Regions from separate parts of the Rattus norvegicus genome. Here region 1 is linked to region 2. Evidence: chromatin contacts called from public Hi-C data. All regions are on one chromosome and are shown on one strand. The core of a region is the stretch at or near the end of the contact, and the rest is flanking DNA. Distances in the headings are between cores, read along the strand shown. Region 1 holds the start of Zfp91 (zinc finger protein 91). Region 2 holds the start of Patl1 (PAT1 homolog 1, processing body mRNA decay factor).

Region 1 (5,864 bases), core at 1,842-4,341, 1.1 Mb before region 2:
GTTTTAAATAGTGCTGACAGAAAATGGCAGGCTGTGCAAGATTCTGATGCTTTGTTGGCCAGGGTGACTATGAAGACTGAAAGTTAGATTTTGATTTGTTTTGTTTTTGTTTTTGTTTTTTTAATTTAAACACCTACCATATTCAAGTGATCTTCTTGAACTCATAGAAAGTTTAGGTTTATACTTGCGGAGTTTTCCAAGTTTAAGTTTTCCACCAGCTATCTTTTTCTGTCTCCTCCCTCCTTTTTCTTCCTTCTCTTCCTTTTTCTGTAAAACTAGTGGACCATAGGCTCCTTTCTTAAAATTTCTGCCTAAATAGCATCAACTTCATTTCACTATCTGTACTTACTTAGAAATCAAGCTCACTTCATTTCCCAAACTGTGATTTTTAAAAGCAAACCTTTTAAAAATTGTGTGGGTGAATGTATAGGCATTCTCGAGTTGTAAGAGTAAAGTCAACTCTCTCCTTCAACCACCTGGGTCCCACAGATCAAACTCTTCAGACTTTTTATTAGCAACGTGACTTTATCTGCTAAGCAATCTCACTGGCCCAAATTATAAATTCTTTAAAGTTGAATAAAAGTAGGTTCATGTTTGAATTCTCTGGTCCAGTTATCCAAAATGCAAACATTTATAGGAAAAGGAAGAATCAATTCAGAAGATTTAAGATTCTAGGTATTAAGCCTCCAGAATTTGAAATACAATGCCTTGTAACAGTTTCTCCAGAAAGGTGAGAAAGGTCGGCTTTTTTAATCTTATTGTGCCTTTGTTCATCTCAAAAGGAAAAACACATTTACAACAGGCCCACCTACAGAAGGCAGTATGTAAAAATCTACACTATATAATTATGACCTGTGAAATGGGTTTTGTCCAGGTGTTTACCAGTATATAAACAGGCACAGGGAGTAGTAACTGGCTAAAAGGACAGGATAAAGAGAGAGTTTTGTTACTTAATACAAAATCAGTTTACTTTAATATGTAATCTTGCTTCTGAAGTGCAGTGACCATCTTTTAAAAGGAACAAGTCATTCGTTTTACTAAGACCTTTTTTAAGAGGCTAGTTTTTTGTATTACTGTAAGCAGCCATTGGATGTCAGTGCTGTTCCAAACGTGCTCATTGCAAAGAACTGCAAAAAATTATTCCTATTGACACTGTCGGTTTTTACAACTGAAAAGGACACTAATCCTTTGAAAGTGCAAAACTCAGTAAAGACTATAAAGCATTTGCCTTATGTGTGTGGCAAATGAATCAGATTCTGAGAGGTAAAAGAAAGAAAGAAGAGAGAGAGAGAGAGAGAGAGAGAGAGAAAGAAAAGAAAAATGAACTAAAATTTAATGGCTAATGTAAAATTCAAAATTAGATTTCCAAACTTTGCATCTACCCATCCTCCTTTGTAGCATTTAACTTAAGACGTTTCCATCTTCGAAGAGTAAGGAGTCTCCTTGAAAGTTGTTTCCTGATTACAACGCGTAAAAAGCAAACTAAAGAATGCAAACAAAGGTTAAGAAATGCCTACAAACGTGTTAAGAGGGAAAAAAACCACAAGAGTCTGCATTACCACCAGCTGCGGTTTGAACAATTGGAAAGCCCCCTTTACTCATCAGGAAGGTACTTAGCTGCAAACGCTAGACAGAGCTGCTATTATGACTGTGCTTCCTGTGCTGCAGAAACATCTACAAACCGCAAAGGCATGCAGCCTCTGGGCGGAGAACGTGACGGACCGCTAGCTTCTCCACAAAAATCACTGGGAGTCACGCTAATCGCCTCTCCAGCTTCATCTCAGGGACCACAGTCAACGCCAATTCCAAGACGCCTTATTCCTACTAGGAAACCACTTTACAATCAGTCCTACATGTTTTATTAAAATTGAATTCACAGAGGCATAACGAGTCCATGATCTCCAGGACCTAACGAGTGAAAGGCTCAACACAAGATGGAGGAATGAAAACGAACGTAGCAGGTCGTAGAAGCCTCAAATGAACAAACCGAAGTAAGTAAAGACTATGACAAGGGCACTTCAGAGCACTTACACAAAAAGATTAACAGTAGAAGCAGAATTCTCTCCCAAGCACCCCTAACCTATAATTGGCTCAATATTTGTGCCAGATCTACGCAGGCGTCCCGGCCTAACCCGGAAGCAATGCCTCGCCGAACCGTAAACTCGGACCGGGAAAAGCTCCCAGCCTTCCTTCTGCCTCTAGTTTCCCATAATTTCCCTAGAAACACAGACTAAAAAGGACTACGTCCCCCAGAATGCCCTTAGCGAAGTTGGCCTTGCGCATGCGCCTCAAAACTATCCCGCGCAGTCTCCTCAACCCCGCCTCTATCCTATCGCCGCCATTTTTGGGGACTTTCATCCGGCAACGGACAGGGCCTTTTTTTCTTAAAGGAGAAGCTGCAACGCAAATAATTTACCACTTCTCCCCTCAAGAGCTGGCGGCGCTGGGGACAGAAAAGCCAGAGCAGGAAGGTGGGGGTCCGAGTGGAGGCGGGATAACGTCCAGGCTACTTCTTAGGCTAGTAAGAACCCTTGAGGGAACAGCGGTGCCTCCGGGAGGCAGGTGCGCGCGCAGCCGGCAGGGGGTTGCGCGCGAGGCTGGGAAAGGTGCGTTTTGTCCTCGCCACCGCCCTCGTCAGCCCTGTCCCTCCCACCGCCCCTAGCTTGATCTGAACTCCAGAGGTGGGGGGGGATAAAAAGGTCACTTTGGGATTGTCGCGAGACGCAGCCGTTTAACGGTGAGAACGGGCGCGCGGGGAAGGAAACCTCGCGCTCTCCCTCAGAGCCGTTTCCTGATTGGTTGAAGGAAGGGGTGGGGGAGGGCACCGAGTGCGCTGCTGCGTGTGAGAACACGAGGGGCTGGGCCGGGGAGCCGATCCTTCTCCCCGATTGGCTCGCTGCGTGTCTGTACGGGTGCGCGCGTGCGCGCCGCCGGCGGTCGCGAGCTTGAGTGGCAGGGGGCGGGTGGGGGGGCGCCCTCGGAACGGGCGGAGGGGCGGGGGGAGAGAGGCGCTCCGGAGTGAGGGAGCCGGACGCTCCGGGAGCCGAGGGGGGCGGGGGGAGCTGCGCCGGGGGCGCCGCCGCCTCCACCGCCTGGGACGCAGGGGTGGGGGACGGACGAGCCCCGATGCCGGGGGAGACGGAGGAGCCGCGATCCCCGGAGCAGCAGGACCAGGAAGGGGGCCCGGCAGCGGCGGCCGACGCGGCTTCGGACGAGCTCCGGTCCGGCGTGGCGGCGGCGGCGAAGCCTGCAGAGACTGCGAGCAGCCGCGTGCTGAGAGGAGGTCGGGATCGCGGCCGGACCGCTGCGGCCGCCGCCGCCGCCGCTGTGTCCCGCCGGAGAAAGGCCGAGTATCCCCGCCGGCGGAGGAGCAGCCCCAGCAACAGGCCTCCCGACGGCCACGGGCATCAGCCCGCGGCCGCGAAGCCCCCGTCTCCTGCTCAGGGCAAGAAGAGTCCGCGACTCCAGTGAGTAACAGTCTTTGAAGCGTTGGGGAAGACCCCCCTCTAGTTCTTACACTACCCTCCCGGCTCCCGTAGCGCTCGCTCCACGTGACACCCTGCTTGCTCTGCCCCCTGCCGGCTCTGCACGCCAGATGTCACGGCGCTGGCGGCCAGGCTCCCGCTGCTTCGCAGCCTGTGGCCGCCAGCCCACGCCCGAAGTAGCCCTGTGCAGGCTGCACGCCCTCTGCCTCCCGCCTACTCAGTCCTCACTCTGGCTTCTGCGCCCCCTTTGTCAACCTATCGCTTCCAGTGTTACCTCTCATACCCGTTAGGAAATCAGCCGCACCATTACTAGCCCTGAAGAGTGTTTTTACTTGTTATTAACTTACCTTTGAGCCACTTACAAGGTAGCCTTTCTCGCCCTTCTAAGTGGTCAGGTTCATTTGTATGGTCATGGTGGAAACACGGCTGTGCCAAATACAAGTATATTAACTACATGTATAGTTCTTTGTACGAGTGTGTGAACTTTTTCTTTATGAGTATATTTTAACGTAGGTACTTACTCTTAAAATTACATTGATATGAATTATTACTTTGAACTAATTAGAGGCCCTTAACAGATGGCCAGGAGCGTAAATATTTTTAATTGCTCATTAGAGTAATACTTAAGAATAGTTAAGTTCATGAGTTTCTAAGTCAGACGTTTTAATCAAATTAGCTATTCACTGTTGCGAATATTATGTCATTTGATTTACAAGTGGAGAAAAGAAAATAAAAACAGGGACTTCGGTTTCAGATAACCTGTAACCTCCCAGAAGAAAGAGTGCAAGAGCTTGGCTTACCTTAGACCTAGGAAATTTTTAAAGCTTAGAAACAAGCTTGCTCCAGAATTAAATCTGTGACTTGGAACAGTTGCATAAGAAGCCTCAGGAATAAAAGCCAAATGTATCATATTTTGCTACTAGAGTCTTTTCCCCGGTTTTGAATGTGATTTAAGTTAACAAAGTTAACTTCTATAAGAAAACTTAGGAACTATAGTTCTATGAAAAGTAAAAGTCTCCTTACAAAGTTTTAAGCCGAATTGAAAATTGTAACTGCTGTATGTACATTTTTAGAAAAATCTTAATGTACTTAATCTCACAAATTTGAAAATATGTAAATCATTATTCTTACTTGGGCATAAATTCCTTAGGGAAAATCTTTAACCTATGTGTCCTTCAGTTTCTTCTCTGTACACAGTTATACAATACAACGAATAATCTATATGGTCAGAGTTTGTGCGTATTAAATATATTGTGCAGCCATTTCACACAGTGTCTTACACATTAAAATACTAAATTCAACTTGTTCTTTGAGGAGTGGTAGCCAGAGGCAGGAGTACTTTATAGTGGTATTTTTGTGTAGGTTTTGTAAAGTTTTGTGGTTTTATATTATTTTACATAAAGCTGCCACTTGAGAATTATTTAAGTACATCAGAATCAAGTTAAATTATACATAGAATGGTGTTTAGCTTTTTCCTACATGGTAGGAAATACTAATGGACCTTGAAGCCTACAATGTAATTGTGGAAGCAGTTGATCTTGGATGAATATGATTACTTGTATTAATTTTTTTAATCACAGTTGTCCTTGTGAAGAAAAAGCAATCTTAATGTTTCTTCACATCTAGTACTATCAATAGTTATGATCTTTACTTTATTTTGCCTTCAGATTTATCCCTTGTTCATGTATTTAAGATTATACCATTTTACCAGATTCTTAAAATTTTCATCATTTTTATTGCACATTTTTACTTATCAGCAGCCCACAAATCAGATAGATCTCAATACATTCTAGCTTTGCAGTCCTTGTTTGAAAAGTAACTAGGGCTAGTACTGTTAACTCCTCTAGGCAGTACAGCACTAAATTAGATCTGGCCTTGTCTTCAAGGACGTTGGTAAGGAAGGAAACGTTGATTAGCACTCATTAATTAAACTTGTGCACATGGTTTGCAGATGTTCTGTAACAATTTTTTTTTAAACTATGCAGGACATTTAATTGCAACAGAGTATGACATGTACATTAAGCAACAAGTTCAATCTTTGAAAGATGAAAAACAGACTAACATTATTTGACATCCTTAAAGCATGGCATTTACCCAATATTTCAGAATATTGATACTCAAAGTTTGGTTCAAGATCAGTGACACTGGGAAGAACACAGGAAACTTACAACTTGACTTTGCATATATGGATCACCTGGATTTTTTTCTGCATGCAGTCTTAATGTAATGGATGTTTCACTGTCCTTTATTTAGGGATCTAATCTATGCCTGGCGGGACAATGAACTTTTAAAATTTATATTCTATTTATCCTTTGAGACATGCAGTTTTGGGTGTCAGTGTACTGAACTCTGACCTTGATTAAGCTCTTCCAAATAAAA
Region 2 (5,603 bases), core at 1,310-3,809:
GACCAGAACAGAAGATGAACTGTTATGACTTAGTGAAGGCTATATTATATAAACAAAACTGGGTCAGGAAGAATACCCAGCTCACCTGAGTAGATAAAACCAATTCATGTACAAGTCTGACGATCTGAATTCAATCCCTAGAACACAGCTGGATGCACAGGTCAACATCTGTAATCCCAGTATTTCTACTTTGGGACAGGAGATGGAGACACAAGAATGACCCAAATTGTTGGGCCACCTAGTCTGAAATATGTAGCACTGTGGAAGAAACAAGAGAGATCCTGTCTTAACGAGGTAGAATGTGAGCTCCAGCTCTTGAGGTCTTTTTTTGGCCTTCACAAAACAGCCATGCCACACACTTACCTACACTTGTGCATACACAGAAAACTCACATTAGAGGTTGACCTAACACCAAAGTACTTGATGAGATCAACGAAGACAGTAATAAAAGATGTCACTTACCAACTGCACCTGATCCAAATGTATCATCATTAAATTGATCAATTTCTTCATCTTCTTCTCCCAGGCCCTGAAATGCATCTTCATCTTCATCTAGAGGACAATCCTCCAAAGACTACGGGAAGAAAAAAAAGGATTAACTTCTCATCACATTTATGTAGTCATTTAAAGTTGGACCCTTTAAATGATTTTTTAAGATTTATTGTAGATGAACACACAATTTCTTTATATAACTGTCTGAAATAGTGGTAATTATAAATGAACACTTTATTATCATGCAACCTTTTCAACAAAATTACATCGTCCTCACTATATCCATGTCGTTTTCTCAATGCTTTTAAATCTGTCCATCTTTCTTCCTCTTTCCGGTAGGACTAAACTCTAGCCAGAAAGCAGAAAGCAATCATTTTCAGCCAGAATGCAGATTAAATATTAAAAAAACAATCACAACTTCTTGTTCTACTCTTATAAAGTTGCCTAATAGGAAACTTGAAAAAACATTTTAATTTCTTTTTATTTTATATGCATTGGTGTTTTGCCTGCATACATGTATATGTGATGGTGCTAGGTCCCCTGGAACTGTAGTTACAAGTTATGAGCTGCCATGTGGGTGCTGGGAATTGAACCCAGGGTTTGTGGGAGAGCAGCCATTGCTCCGGCTCCCAGACAACTCTCCCAGACAACTTCTGAGGACCCACTATGTCTTCACACTCTATACTAGGTACTAAATCTCAGTCCCTTAAACTGTAATTCTGAGCCAAACACAACTTGATGAAAGAAATCTGTGTGAAGATCAAAGGAGGCAAAGATTTTAGAAAGCTGAATATTAGCTAGACTCACCATAACATCTTGGGTATGTTCTACTTTATTTTGTTTTAGTTACTGTTTCTCTAGGTACAGGATGGCTTAGCACTCCTGATTCTCCTGCCTCAGCCTCCAGGGAGTAAAGATCACTAGACAAGCTTAGTAAGTATATGCTAATTTCAATCATTTCTCCCAATTCAAATTTATTCAGTTTACCAAGTTTTCTTTGCTTCTGGCAACTTATATTCACAGTATCTCATCATCACTCTTCATCTTTTCACAAAGTGAGTTGAGTCACATATGTAAAGTCAAGCATTCTATTGTTTTCAATGTTCAAAGATTCCAAAATGGAATTCCACACAGTAGTGTTACAGCTTGTGATATAACTTACCTGGGAACTCTGAAGGGCCTTTCTACCCAATCTTCCTCCCCTAAAGAGCCAGTCCTGCAACTGCCTCCATACCAGAAGCAACTTCTAGCAACTCTTTATATCACAACGATCTACTGGGCCAAATCAGGATGGCTCAGTAAGGATTTTCCTAGCTCAGTCCCTAAACTATAAATCCGGAATCTGTTTGGCCCCAAGATTAGGAGTTGCTCAAGGTCACACAGCAGTAAATGACCGTCAGCAAACAGCTACATTCTCCAGGCGTCACCAAACCCACACTTTCCTCCATTCACCTAGAAGGAACTTCTGGGGGACACGCCCCCTCCCCACTCCGAGCCTTCCTTACAAGCTGACTTTAGTCTCAGCCCAAGGGCCAGTTCCTAACCCTCCACCTGACCGCTGCCCGCGTACACACGGGTGTGTGTAATCCGGGTGAAGGGGTTCCGGGTGCAGGGCGGGAAACGCTTCCGTGGGCATTCCCCGGGGATTTTGCCACGGAGTAGGAGCAATGCAGGTCTCCAAGGCAGCTCCACGAGCGGAGGCGCAAGGAAAGGGTCAGGTTACCGCACTTAACGGGCTCTCCCAGCCGCAAACCAGCGGCCGGCTCTAGCCAGTCCCGCCCCCCGAGGTGCGCTTCGGGCCCCACCCGAGCCCGGCGGCCGAAGCCAGGTCGCCAGCCGTCCGCGCCCTGCCCCCTCCTCAGCCGCACAAGACCCGCGCGACGGGCAGCAGAGGAAAAAGGGGGCGCGCGGGCGAGGGAGGGGTCATTTCCGGTCGCAGCCACTCACCTCGTAGCGGAACATTCTTGGGGAAGGGGGAAGGGAGCGGGGAGGGGAGTGGGGGGAGGGAGGGAAAAAAAGCGCCGACTCCCCGGGCTGCTCCGCGCGCGCGGGTCTCCCACCGGCTCGCGACCCCTGGCCGCCGCCGTACGCCGGAGCGTGCGTGGGGACGTGCGCAGGCGCGCCTCGGGCTGGGCGGGCGCCTCGGCGGCTGCAGCTGCGCGGGGACAGATTTGGCGTTTGACTTCCTAGTGTGAGCGGCGGGAAAGAGATCCCTAGGCAAGACACTGCGCACGCGCGGCCGTCGGGGCTGAACCAGAGAGCCTGAGCTTGCGGCTCCTCCTCCGTACTCCCAGCGGCACTCTTGCGCTGTGCTTTTCAGTCACGAGATTCCCGTCACTGACTGGGCGGAGAAAAGCCTTGTGAATGTCACAGGATGCGACCCTAAAGCGACTGCTGAGAAAATCGGGGATTTTATTTTTGGGTGGTTTCACCTAACGTCCAGTGCCCTTCTCGGGGTGCCTGGACTTGATCTGTGAGGGGGAATAGTGTGGAAAATCAGTGTTCTGGAAAGGGACGGGTCGCTGGCTGAATCAGCAGGGAGACCAAGGCTGTGATTAATAGAGGCCAAAGTGTTGACAGCATCTGTTTTCAGGAAAAAGACAAGGCACATTTAAAGAGGGTTATTTAAAGTGATATTTTTAGATGCCAGGCGCTTCAGGCCGTTGGGAAGCGGGAGAGCCCTAACGGGCCGCGCAGCCTTAGGGTTGGGGTCACCGTAGCAAGGTCAGTGAGCTTGAGTGCGCTGTAGACAACCATTTCCGTTCAGGATCAAGCCCAGAGGAGTTTGCTCAGCTTGCAAGCCTCAGCACCCTGGTTCTAGCAGCTTTGGTGCTTTATTGCCTCTAGTGAGTCCGTCTGAGTGGGTGTCTTAATTTTTATTTTATTTTTGAAACAGGGTTTCTCTGTGTAGCACTGGCTGTCTTGTTATTCACTCTGTAGACCAGGCAGCATAGCTCCTCCTGCCTTTGCCTCAGAGTGTTGGATTAAAGGGGAACAATGTCACTCACTACCCCCTGGCTCTTGTCTCACCTGGGAATGAATGGTGCACTTTAATTCCTTAACACATGACTGTTAACGGGACTGGGTTAATCAACTAGCTTACTATAAGCATTGGATTTGAAAATAGAAGTTCTGGATTGGGAAATGTCAGTTTTTCCACTGCTATGAGAAACTGGGCATGTTTTTCTAAACATCTGACCCTTCATGTTTTCTTTCATAAAATGGGTATAATTATATCTATCTCACCAAGTAGAATACATTCTCTGCTCTAAGTAGATAGCCTTAAGCCTCTCACTGCAAAGTGTTGCAGGGTTGGGTAGCTAAAATGTCTGAATTCCTAAATCGGATCACTTAAGAGCAAATCCACTTGACTCTTTCTTTCTTTCTTTCTTTCTTTCTTTCTTTCTTTCTTTCTTTCTTTCTTTCTTTCTTTTTTTTTTTTTGCCTCCCTCCCCAATCCACTTGACTCTTAAAGAGAAGGCAAGGTAAGCTAGTAATTGATTTTCAAGAGTTATGAAACTTTCGTGTGAGGTAACAGGCTCTTACGATTATCAAAGTACCAAGAGGCCATTTAGACCAAGAGCTATCAAACTCTGGTCAGACTTATTTTGTAAGCCTGCCAGCCCGCATTTACAAAATGTCTTTTGTTGGTTTGCTACTGTTTATTAGTTTTGTATTGTGACCAAAATCCTGAGCAGACAATATAAACGGAAAAAAGTTAATTTAGACTCAGGTTTCAGAGGGTATAATCCGTGCTTGTTCCTAGCAAGTCATGGAGTGGGAGGGAGTGTGTGGCAAAGGCTATTTGTTTATTGTATGACAAGAAAAAAACTGAGATATAGAAGACATTTAAGATTCAGCTTTCAAGGGACACCAGCTTCCACTTCCTCCACTAGGCCTCTGACCTTCCAGGAGTTCCCAGTAATGAATAGCATTACAATTACAGTCCTCATATTTTGAATCAGTCATTATAATCATTTTAGTCTATTCGTTCGATCACAGTGCTCACGATCCAGTTTTCTCTGACACCCAGAGGTGTGCCTCACTAATCTCTTAGCAGGTGCTTTATCCTGTCAAGATAATGAGTTGTCAAAGGTCTGTGAGGTTATAAAGAAGACTTTTTGTCCTTGAAGCATGAAAATGTTTAGTCAAATCTTATTTATTTTTCTATTTCTAGTTTCTTGATACAGACTCTCTCTATATACCGTTAGCCCTTGCTGTCCTGAAACTCACCACGTAGACTTCAAACACACAGAGATCTGCCTATGTTTGCCTATATTTGTTTAATCTCAGATTAAAGGTGCGTGCCACCATGTCCAATTTAGTCTACACATTTAGAGAGTAAATTTGGTGATACCAGATCATGTTTTCCGGTCATTTAGAAATAAATAGTAAACAAACAAAAAAAATTGTGTTTGGAAACCAAATAGATCCACCCAGTTTGTGAACTAACTGAGAAAGCAATGGAAGGTAGAAAAGATTTAAAACCGCATGATAAACATATTGATCCATCAGAGGCAGGCATATGGTCTTTGGGAGGTGAGGGCAGAATCAGGAATTTAAGGTCATCCTCACTTGCTGGGTCACACGAACTGCTTCCCCTCCCCCCACCCCCCCAAAAAATAAAAACAAAACCTACCAGTTTTAGGATACAGCTAAAGCACAAAGTTGGAAATTACCTACCAGAAAGTATAATTTCCTACAAAAAAGTAGGAGATTTTACTTATTAGAAGTCTTTGGAGCAGTAGTTCTCAACCTGGGGGTCACAAACCCTTTGGGGGGGGTCAGGGGACCCTTTCACATATCAGATATCTATATTATGACCTGTAACTAGCAAAATTACAGTTACGAAGTAGCAATGAAAGTTTTATGTTTTGGGTTCACCACGGTCTGTTTTAAAGGTAGAAGCAATTAAGACGGTTGAGAACCACTGCTTCCACAGGGTGAATATATGTTAAAAGAGGACGTGATAGAGTGACTTACGCAGTCCATTCTTGTAGTACTCCAGTAGTCAACTCACTGGGAAACCCAAGATCTTAGTAGTTGCTCAGACCACAAGGGCAGGTCTTTCAGTCCCAGTCTGGCCCTTCATCCTGGAGGATTCTTGGAGA

The links. Hi-C and Micro-C count contacts between places; a contact is called where the count stands out from the background.
Region 1: a contact with region 2 is called in a Hi-C map of liver, with 4 times the contacts expected there. The contact joins the promoter of Zfp91 here to the promoter of Patl1 in region 2. A contact is called at or near these places in 2 of 12 Hi-C or Micro-C datasets (liver and psoas muscle).

The regions. Positions count from the first base shown.
Region 1 is chr1:219,349,645-219,355,508 of GRCr8, reverse strand. It overlaps Zfp91 (zinc finger protein 91), which reads left to right and starts at 3,091. Exons shown (of 11, transcript NM_001169120.1): 1 at 3,091-3,467. The coding sequence starts at 3,127. It also overlaps a transcript of Lpxn not described here.
Region 2 is chr1:218,252,831-218,258,433 of GRCr8, reverse strand. It overlaps Patl1 (PAT1 homolog 1, processing body mRNA decay factor), which reads right to left and starts at 2,559. Exons shown (of 19, transcript NM_001108520.2): 1 at 2,440-2,559; 2 at 463-574. The coding sequence starts at 2,454.